Linked DNA regions of Danio rerio: region 1 is linked to region 2. Evidence: chromatin contacts called from public Hi-C data. All regions are on one chromosome and are shown on one strand. The core of a region is the stretch at or near the end of the contact, and the rest is flanking DNA. Distances in the headings are between cores, read along the strand shown. Region 1 has its middle 520 kb from the start of tns1b. Region 2 has its middle 470 kb from the start of igfbp5b.

Region 1 (4,732 bases), core at 438-2,937, 89 kb before region 2:
TAGGATCAACAATTTTATTCACGTTAACCCATACTTCAATTTCTCATCAAATCATAACCAATCAAATGCTCTCTAGTATCTGACATGTCTCGCTCCCTTCTCATTTGCTTTTTATTAGATGCACTTGAGCTCAACCACTCTCACTGGCAGAGCTGTGATAAAATGCTAATCAGGGTTGGGCGATGTCGACCAATTTGGCATTGTACGATGTCTAATGTAAAATGTAAAATGTCTAATGTGATGGATCATCATCATCTGATGGGTCATCATCATGTGAAAAGCGAGGGGGGGGGGGGTGCATAGTGACTCCTGGAACTTACGGGAAACTTGGGAACAACTACAGTGAGACGTGAACCAGCGGTACATCATTGATAAACTTGAGCGCATGACAGTGAGTGGCTGTGTGTGTGTGTCTGTGGCTCTGCAGTGAGCACCACTTGTGTCTATGTGTGTGATCATGTGATGTGCGTTTTCAGCAAACGGAGGGCTGTTCAGAAATGCTAGGTAAATAAAACGGTGTGGATGTGGAATATTTTAAAATGGCATTTTAACACAAAGACGCATTAGTGAAAACGGGGCCTGAGTGTGTATTTTTCGCGAGCGGGTTTGCGACGGGGGCAGGGCAGAGGATCGGCGATGCCAGCTCAGCATTGTGTTGTTGCATTGTCAATGGACGATGACATCGTTTATCAGCCCAACTCTAATACTAATGGCTGTTTTTTTTTAAGGGGAGGAGCATCATTATGTCCCACCCTCTCCTCGTGTTTTGGTTGAAATTATATCAGACATCGAATAAAAATGCACATTTCAAAACACTTCACGCGACCTTTAACGATGTTGTAACTATAATATATACACAATATAATACTACTAAAGTATGGTTTTAAAACACTATGGAATTTACTATAAATTACTATAGTATCTTTTTTGTGTGTGTGATGTCAAGCTGCCTTATACTATTATTTCTGAAGTCAAATCACAACTTTCACAAATGTTTGGTTAGCAAACACACTAATGTCAAATGCAGAGTCACTTCTGTAGCAATAATGCTAATTTTGGTGGATGATAGTTTCTCATCAAGTTAAATGCTCATAATAAGTGACCGAGGGTCTACTGATTTAAAGCAGTTGTCTATGTAGGCACTACAAAGTAGTTCCCTAGGATTTGGAATGGAGTTATAGTGGCCTAAACATGTGCCTCTGTGGAAAATTCCACCTCCACTGAATCACACTGAATGTTTAGATTTTTTTTCAGCGATTTATTGACTTTCTCTATATATATTTACAATAATTCATTTTTTGGGGGCGAATATTCTTTCCTGGAGACAACAATTTGAGAAAGGGCATAACTGACTCTTGGCCTCCTTTTAATTTTGTGGGCTTGGGTTTGTATCCTCCACCCTCTGGAGCAACACATTAAACATTCAGGACAAGTACAGTAAACAGACCCACGTGCTTATGAAACAGCATGAGTCTCGTGTCAGTCACTGCCCCGGACTGATCTGCAGGTGTTGGGTGTCCATTGGCAGAAGGGGGAGGGGGTTTGGTAAGGGCCCCTCATCATTAATCATTCTCTGATGGCTGGATGGGTCAGGTGTCCATCTCTGAGATATATGTTTAGTGCTGACCAGTAGAGACAGCTAAGACCGAGCTGCCTGTCTTTGCATGCATTCCATTTCAAAGGCTCCATGTCAGTGTGTTTTGGCTCAAATGCAAGTGTTGCGTGTTTTGGACAGTTGTATTGTCTGGCTCATGTCTGTCTCGGCATGAGGGGTGGTGGACATTTTCTCGCTCTCTTTCTTTCTCTCTCATTCTCTCTCTCTATTCAATTCAGTTCAAAAGAGCTTAATTGGCATGATGACAAAAAAAAATATTCATTGGTTTAATGATTAATTTACAATTATTTTTTAGGTGAGTGGTTGCTAATAATCCCTCTGAGTTGGATTAAATCAAACAATCAAGTTGAATATTACTACATATAATTTCTTTGTTTTAATTTAGCCCGTATACATAGTTTGCAACTACTTATCTTACATTTTTTAGCAAATACAATCAACTACTTTTTGGTAAACAGTACAGACGCAAACTTAACCGGCGCTCTAGGCAAACGACAACGTGGGGTGTCACAGACAAAAGTGTTTCTGAAATACTCAGACCAACAACTATGCCACTTTCAACGATGTTCAGTTTGAACTGCAGCAGATCAACTTGACCATGTCCACATGCTTAAATGAATTGAGTTGCTGCCATGTGATTGGCTAATTTGAAATTTGGGTCCCACTTTATATTAAGTGGCCTTAACTAATATGTACTTACACCAGAATTAATAGTTTGTTACAATGTACTTATTGTGTAAATACATGTATTTACTGTGTACTTATGCTTGACTAAATACAAGTATGTAACTACATCTGTAATTAACTTTTGTAACTACATTTGTAAAAACACTGTTGTCCATCCCTTACACCGTAACCCACCCTTAAACTTACCCATGCCACCAAACCTGTCCATTACCCAACCTCTATCCCAACTCAAAAGCACCAAAAGTGTTCTCAAATACATTATAAACACAGTAAGTACATTGTATTTATTTTTTGATGTAAGTACATAGTAGTTAAGGACACTTAATATAAAGTGGGACCGAAATTTGTGTTAACGAGTAGTTGGACAGGTGTACCTAATACAGTGGCCAGTGAGTGTAAACAAATAACAAAAAAGAGACTAATATGTGTTAATAATAATAATAATAATAAAACATATTAATTCAGATTGTAATAATGTTTCTGATTAATTTAAGGTTAAAACATACTGTGCTGCTGTTAATATCAGACTGGAGTTCTCTCCAAATATATGACTGAAATTTTCAGTATTTTCTTAGAGGTCAGTGATTCTGCTCATGAAAAAATAACCAAATTGATTCCCCGCTCAAGGTGATTCATGTATGTTTAAAGGGTTTGCATTGGTGCCATGACCCAGATGAGAGTGAGGAATTAAGAGGCCATCTAGTGAGAGGTGTGTGAGTTAGTCATGGCTGCTTTCGAAACACTGCTTAAAGAAGCTTAAAAAATTTGATGAATCTTTTGTTTTGAATCAAAACCGAATCAATTTGGTTTGGTCTCATGATTTCAGTAAACAGAACTTCGTTTAGATCATTACTGTTTCGGAAATGTAATAATTCTCTGCTTCTGAGCGATCTGTTTAATGCCATAAACTCCACATAAATCACACGGCTTCATTCATATCGCCCCTAGTGGTAAATGGCTTCATTTTTTTTTCTCAGATCAGTTTTATGGGTGTGTAGATGTTTTAATGAGACATTTGTAAGCTGAAAAGGAATGCTAGTTAATAAAAGAGAATAGTGGCTCTGTGGTTAGCACTGTAGCCTCGCAGCAAGAAAGCCACTGGTTTGAGTCCCGGCTGGGTCAGTTGGCATTTCTCTGTGGAGTTTGCATGTTCTCTTCATGTTCATGTGGATTTCTGGGTGCTCCGGTTTCCTCCACAGTTCAAAGACATGTGGTATAGGTGAATTGGGTGAAACAAAATTGGTTGCTGTGTAGGAGTGTGTGTGTGTGTGTGTGTGTGTGTATGTGTGTGGGTGTACTGGGTTGCAGCTGGAAGGGCATCCGCTGTGTAAAACATAAGCTGGAATAGTTGGCGGTGTATTCTGCTGTGGCTACCTCTCAATAGAGACTAAGCCGAATGAATGGATGAGTCTCTTGTTGGCCTGTTTAGCAGAGGCCATCATGGAACAAACAATATCTTAACCAGGGGACACTAAACTTGTTCCTGGAGGTCCGGTGTCCTGCAGATTTTAGCTTCAACCCTTACCAAACACACCTGAACAAGCTAATCAAGGCCTGGCTAGGTATAATTAAAACACCCAGGCAGGCGTGTTGAGGCAAGTTGGAGCTAAACCCTGCAAGGCACCGGACCTCCAAGAACGAGATTGGTGACCCCTGACCTAAAACTTGAAAATGTATAAAAGAAGGCAAATAATGCAGACATGAATATGTAAAGAAGTTAGATAAGTGCATTTATGTTATATTTTTAATTTAATGCTTGAAAAGAGCACATTCTAATGTGTTTTGTTTAATCATTTTACAAAGCAATTTTGCAAAAATCATTTTGTTTGTTTAGAGGCTTGGAAAATCTGTGTTTCTCCCATCCGTAGTGTGAGTAAACATCGCACACCTGATCATATGCAGTCTTTCACACCCTTGCACATGTGCCTTGTAAAACCAGAGGGGTAAGATACATTCATTCACTGGGGTCACCACAGCAAAATGAACCGCCAACTTATCCACCATATGTTTTACACAGCGAATGCCCTTTAGGCCACAACCCAGAACTGGGAAACACCCATTTGCTCTCGAACATACACTCCAGCCATTTTAGTTTATTTAATTCACCGCATGTTGTTGGAACTGGAGCATCCGGAGGAAACCTCTAAAGGTGCCCTAGCGACAGACGCTAGAGGCCATGGTATTTAGCCTCCTCGGTAGAGCAACCGACTCCCATGCGGAAGGTCGCCGGTTCGATACCAGCTCTGAGTGTGTTAAGTGGCGTAGGACCGGCGATGTTACATTGGTGCCGTGACTCGGATGGGAGTGAGGTTTAGGGGGGTGAGTGTAACGGAGGCCAGCTAGTGTGTGCTGTGCAGGTAAACCTCACTCCTCTGACCTCTAAAGGTGCTCTAGCGACTAACGCTAGAGGCCATGGTCTTTAGCCTCCTT
Region 2 (4,896 bases), core at 82-2,581:
ATTTATCAGCAATCGCCACAGTGGAATGAACCACCAACTACTATGCCAAATGTTTTACACAGTGGATGCAGCTGAAAGAGCATCCACTGTGTAAAACATTTGACAAAGTTGCCATATTCCCAGTACTGAGAAATGTTTGCTTTTTTATCCCGAATTAAAATGCCATTTTGACTGAATTCAAGCCGTATATAAATACAGTTTATAAATATACACACACACACACACACACACACACACACCATTTTATTAGGCAAACATGTCCAACTGCATGGTCCAACTTCGTGACATGGTTGTTGGTGTCAGACGGGGTGGTCTGTGTAATTCAGAAATTGCTCATTTACTGGGATTGTCACGCATCACCATCTCTAGGGTTTACAGAGAATGGTCCGAAAAAAATCCCTTTATGACCACAGTGTACCCATCTTCTGATGGCTACTTCCAACAGGATAACGTGCCATGTCATAAAGTGCGAATCATCTCAGACTAGTTTCTTGAACATGACAACCAGTTCACTGTACTCAAGCGGCCTCCACAGTCACCTGACTCAATCCAATAGAGCACCTTTGTGATGTGGTGGAACAGGAGATTCGCGTCATGGATGTGCAGCTGACAAATCTGCAGCAGCTGCGTGATTCTATTATGTATTCTGTCAATATGGACCAAATGTCAATATGGACCAAAATCTTTGAGGAATATTTCCAGTACCTTGTTGAATTTATTACATTAAAGGCAGCTCTGAAGGCAAAAGGGGGTCAAACCCGGTAGGTGTACCTAATAAAGTGGCCGTATAGAGTATATATATATATATATATATATATATATATATATATATATATATATATATATATATATATATATATATATATATATGTGTGTGTGTGTGTGTGTGTGTGTGTGTGTGTGTGTGTGTGTGTGTATATCTATCATGAATTACAATGTGAATTATCAGTGCCCAGCTCTTTTCTGACAAGCTCATAAAGCAAGCCCAGGAATGCATTCATCTCTCTAGATTTACTAGTCAGGTGTCTTCAAGGTTATTGCGACACGCATATCTCGACAGCATCAAATATTTGAATAGTGCTCTTATTCCTGGGAACTCCGGCAAAAGACAAAACGCTCCCAGTGAAACATGTTTTGGATAATTTAGTCGGCTGCTGCCTTTGGTCTGAGAAGACATTTCGGCAATGCCACAGCAGCCACAGAGGCCGTTCTGTTGGCCGCTCACGAAGGAAGCATCTTTGCGCCAGGCCACTCTGCCCACTTCCACCCTCCACCTCCTTCTTAAAACTAATCCTGCAGGCGGGCTGTGAGCAGACAGATCTGTCTCCATCACAGTCTGTAACCATCCTTCCCCCACATTTCTAGACTGGGTTAGTCTGACACACACATGGGGTCTCCGAAAGGCACAAAGGTACTTTTTAGGAATCTCTCTCTCTCTCTCTCTCTCTCTCTCTCTCTCTCTCTCTCTCTCTCTCTCTCTTTCTCTCTTCGTTCCTAGAGAATCTATGTCAGGATTTGATTTTATTGCAGGGTGCAGCCTTCCTCATGCTGCCGTCTGGATTTGGATGTCAACCACATGCCTGATTTACATTTACAGATGGCTGAAAATACATCTCGAATTTAAAGCACTGTTATTTTCCTCAAACACTGTCCATCAAAGACAGATAGATAGATTCTGATCGAATTCCACTTTTGCTGAATGATTGTCTTACTTTATTGTGTGTGCATTTCCATCCCCCTTTTTTTTTTACATGTTAATATCATCCAGGTGTGTTGAAGTCTCGGAAATGAAGGAAATAGTTCAACCAAAAATGTACAATTATTTACTCACCCTATAGTTGCAAATCATTTTTTTTAATCAGTGTTATCTGTCATAATCTTCACATATATAGACTCTTTGCAACAACAAATGGACAAAACACCACAAAAAAAATAAAATAAAAAATAAAATTGCTTCAAAGTCTTCTTAGATATTGGGTAGTTAAATCTAGTAAAAGCATAATTCATGTTAGTTTTAATTTGTTTCTCTGTTTTGTGCGACATAGGCTCACTTTAAAAAAACGAAAAACGTAGCCCATTAGGGTCCCATGATCAGTTTCTTTTGTCAATCACTCAGTCTCGCTGCAAATCAAAAGGTGATTGAGCTTTTTGTGTTGCGGCCCCAAGGCTCTGGAACAGTCTCCTGTTGAACACTAGGATTTCTCCATCCTTGGATACTTTTACATCTAACTTGAAGACGTATTCTTACTCCCTTGCCTTTGAGTGACTCATACATGTAATTTCTATACTGTATTTTAGTATTACATATATATTTCCTTTTCTTACATTTTTATTTTTTTATTTTTATTTTCTTAAATATTTTTTCTCATTGTAAAGCAATTTGGATCAACTATGGTTGTATAAAATTGTGCTCTATAAATAAAGTTTGCCTTGCCTTGCCCTTTATATTTTTCTGGAGATCTGGAATTATGAGCCAGAAGTACATATGGCTGCATTTTGTCTTGAAAACAAATGCTATGGTTCCTTTGCAAGCTTACCAGCTGACCAATAGCGTGCCGAAGTATGCTAATAGGACTTATATATACTGGGTGAAGCGCTTACGGTGAACGGTATGCCATTGCAAAATCGGCATGTTTAAGGTCTGTTTCTTAGGTTAAAATGAAAGGCACGCAGGGCGCATGAGCAGCGTGCAAAACGCTAACGGCCATTAGTAAATAATTTAAAAAAGGCACCCCTTAACGAGAAAAGCATGTTTAGTGTGATCGGCCCCCATGCAAGGATGTCCTCAAAGAAGCCATAGGAATTTAAATAACTTCTAATGGATGTCATTTGTTTTATTTAAAAAATCTTCATTTTCATTTATAATCTTTATTGTTAAGTCTCTTTATTAAGCTGGGGTCACCACAGTGCAATGAATCGCCAACTTATCCAGCATAGGTTTTATTTTTTATGCAAACTCCACACAGAAATTCCAACTGACCCAGCCAAGACTCAAACCAGTGACCTTCTTGCTGTGAGGCGACAGCACTACCCACTGCACTACCTTTATTAAAAAATAATAATGAAAAAAAAATGTATAAAATAAAATAGTAGTAAATCTAATATAGTATTTTCTATGAAAAAAGAGGTCTCATCATGACATTAACTGGAAATTATTTATTAATGAATGAAAACCTTTAAATCTTAGTTTTTGATATTAGGTGAGTCATTGCACATTTCATTTAATCATTTAAAAGGGTTATACTAACTATTCACATGTCTTTTGGTTAATTATATATATATATATAGGACTATTTAAAATAAAAAAACACTGATTCATCTTGCAGGCATCACGGTGGCACAGTGGGTAGCACGATCACCTCACAGCAAGAAGGTCATTGGTTCGAGCTTCGGCTAGGTCAGTTGGCATTTCTGTGTAGAGTTTGCATGTTCTCCTCATGTTCGTGTACATGGGTTTCCTCCAGGTTCTCCGGTTACCCTCACAGTCTAATAGACATGCGCTATAGGTGAATTGGGTAAGCTAAATTGACCGCAGTGTGAGTGTGAATGAGAGCATATGGGTTTTACCCAGTGATGGGTTGCAGATGGAAGCTCATCCACTGTGTAAAACATATGCTGGATAATTCCGCTATGGTGACTCTAGATTAATAAAGAGACTAAGCCAAAAAAAAAAAAAAAAATGAAAGAATAAGTGATTAATCTTGCCATTGTCATCCTGGCCATGCATAAGACACATCTTCCAACATGAATATTTGAGAAGTAAACAAACAAACAATATAATAAATAAAATAATTGTTACTTAACATATACCATTCCAGAAACACATTCATCACTGCAATCAAGACCCAGTCATTGACTCTTAACTATTTGCTTGCTTAAATGCAAACAGTAAGTTTTGTTTTGGCCAGGCTGTGTATATCGCATTGTGCTATTGTGTGTGTGTGTGTGTGTGTGTGTCTTTGAAAAGAGTTTAATGTGAAAGCAGTACCTGTACACAATCTCCATCTCCTGTCCTCTGTTGTGCAGGTGCCAGATGTCCAGGGTTGCAAGGCTAAGCTTTAGGCCGACCTGGTTGGAATGAAAAGTAAATTAAATACTGGTGGACACTTTAGAGTAAGCTTTGTTAGTCATGCATAGCAAACCTTTTAAGTCATAGCACTTCAAAAACAAAAGTCTTGTCGGCTGGGTGATAAGCAATCTGGATCAGTCGTAGCTGTGGTCTGTTCAGTCACTGAATAATTTAATGTATTATCATTTGCAAAAACATAGTGTGTGTTTTCTACCTATGCAAAGTGTTAAAATCCATCATAAACTATGTTGCCATCCAAAGATGTTTATTAAAAATATGTGCAAAACTGAAATATAAAATAAAATATTTTAGAAATAAAGCACTGTTTCCAATCAGTGAGTCAAAGAAAAGTCACTTCCTGATAAACTGGCAACAAAAATGGAATTTGCTGATATAAGCCACTGTGAACCAAGCCAATAGAAGCCACCGTGGGCCTTTTTATTCTAATATAATAAATGACTTGTGCCTCAGAAGATAAAGAAAAAACACAATGAAATAAGTCATAATTAGTTAATTGAGGTGCGAGAACACACTTAGGAAACGCAGCCAGTCAAGACCTTAACAAAAGCAAAGCACTTTTATGAAGAAGGAATGGGTGTCACTTCTTTCTCACATATCATATTTTAAAGGGAACCTATAATGCCTCTTTTTTATGAGATGTAAAAATACCCCACAAACAATGTGTTATAATTAGGCCCACACGGAATCTGCGCGCGCAGAATTTCGCAGATTTTCTGCCGATTTTCCGCAGAATTCCTCAGATTTATGCCGATTTTTAGAACATCATTAATTCTGTTTATTTACTTGGGTAAATTTGTAAATCTGAA

The links. A called contact is a pair of places that touch in the nucleus more often than the background predicts.
Region 1: a Hi-C map of embryo shows a contact between it and region 2, with 1.8 times the contacts expected there. The contact joins two enhancer-like sites.

Annotation. Positions count from the first base shown.
Region 1 is chr9:49,217,131-49,221,862 of GRCz12tu, reverse strand. No RefSeq gene overlaps it. Among named protein-coding and RNA genes, the nearest start is that of tns1b, 520 kb to the left of the region's middle. Within about 2 kb of position 1,687, at least 6 of the 62 cell types and tissues checked have an H3K27ac peak or open chromatin away from gene starts, as enhancers often do.
Region 2 is chr9:49,127,461-49,132,356 of GRCz12tu, reverse strand. No RefSeq gene overlaps it. Among named protein-coding and RNA genes, the nearest start is that of igfbp5b, 470 kb to the right of the region's middle. Within about 2 kb of position 1,331, at least 4 of the 62 cell types and tissues checked have an H3K27ac peak or open chromatin away from gene starts, as enhancers often do.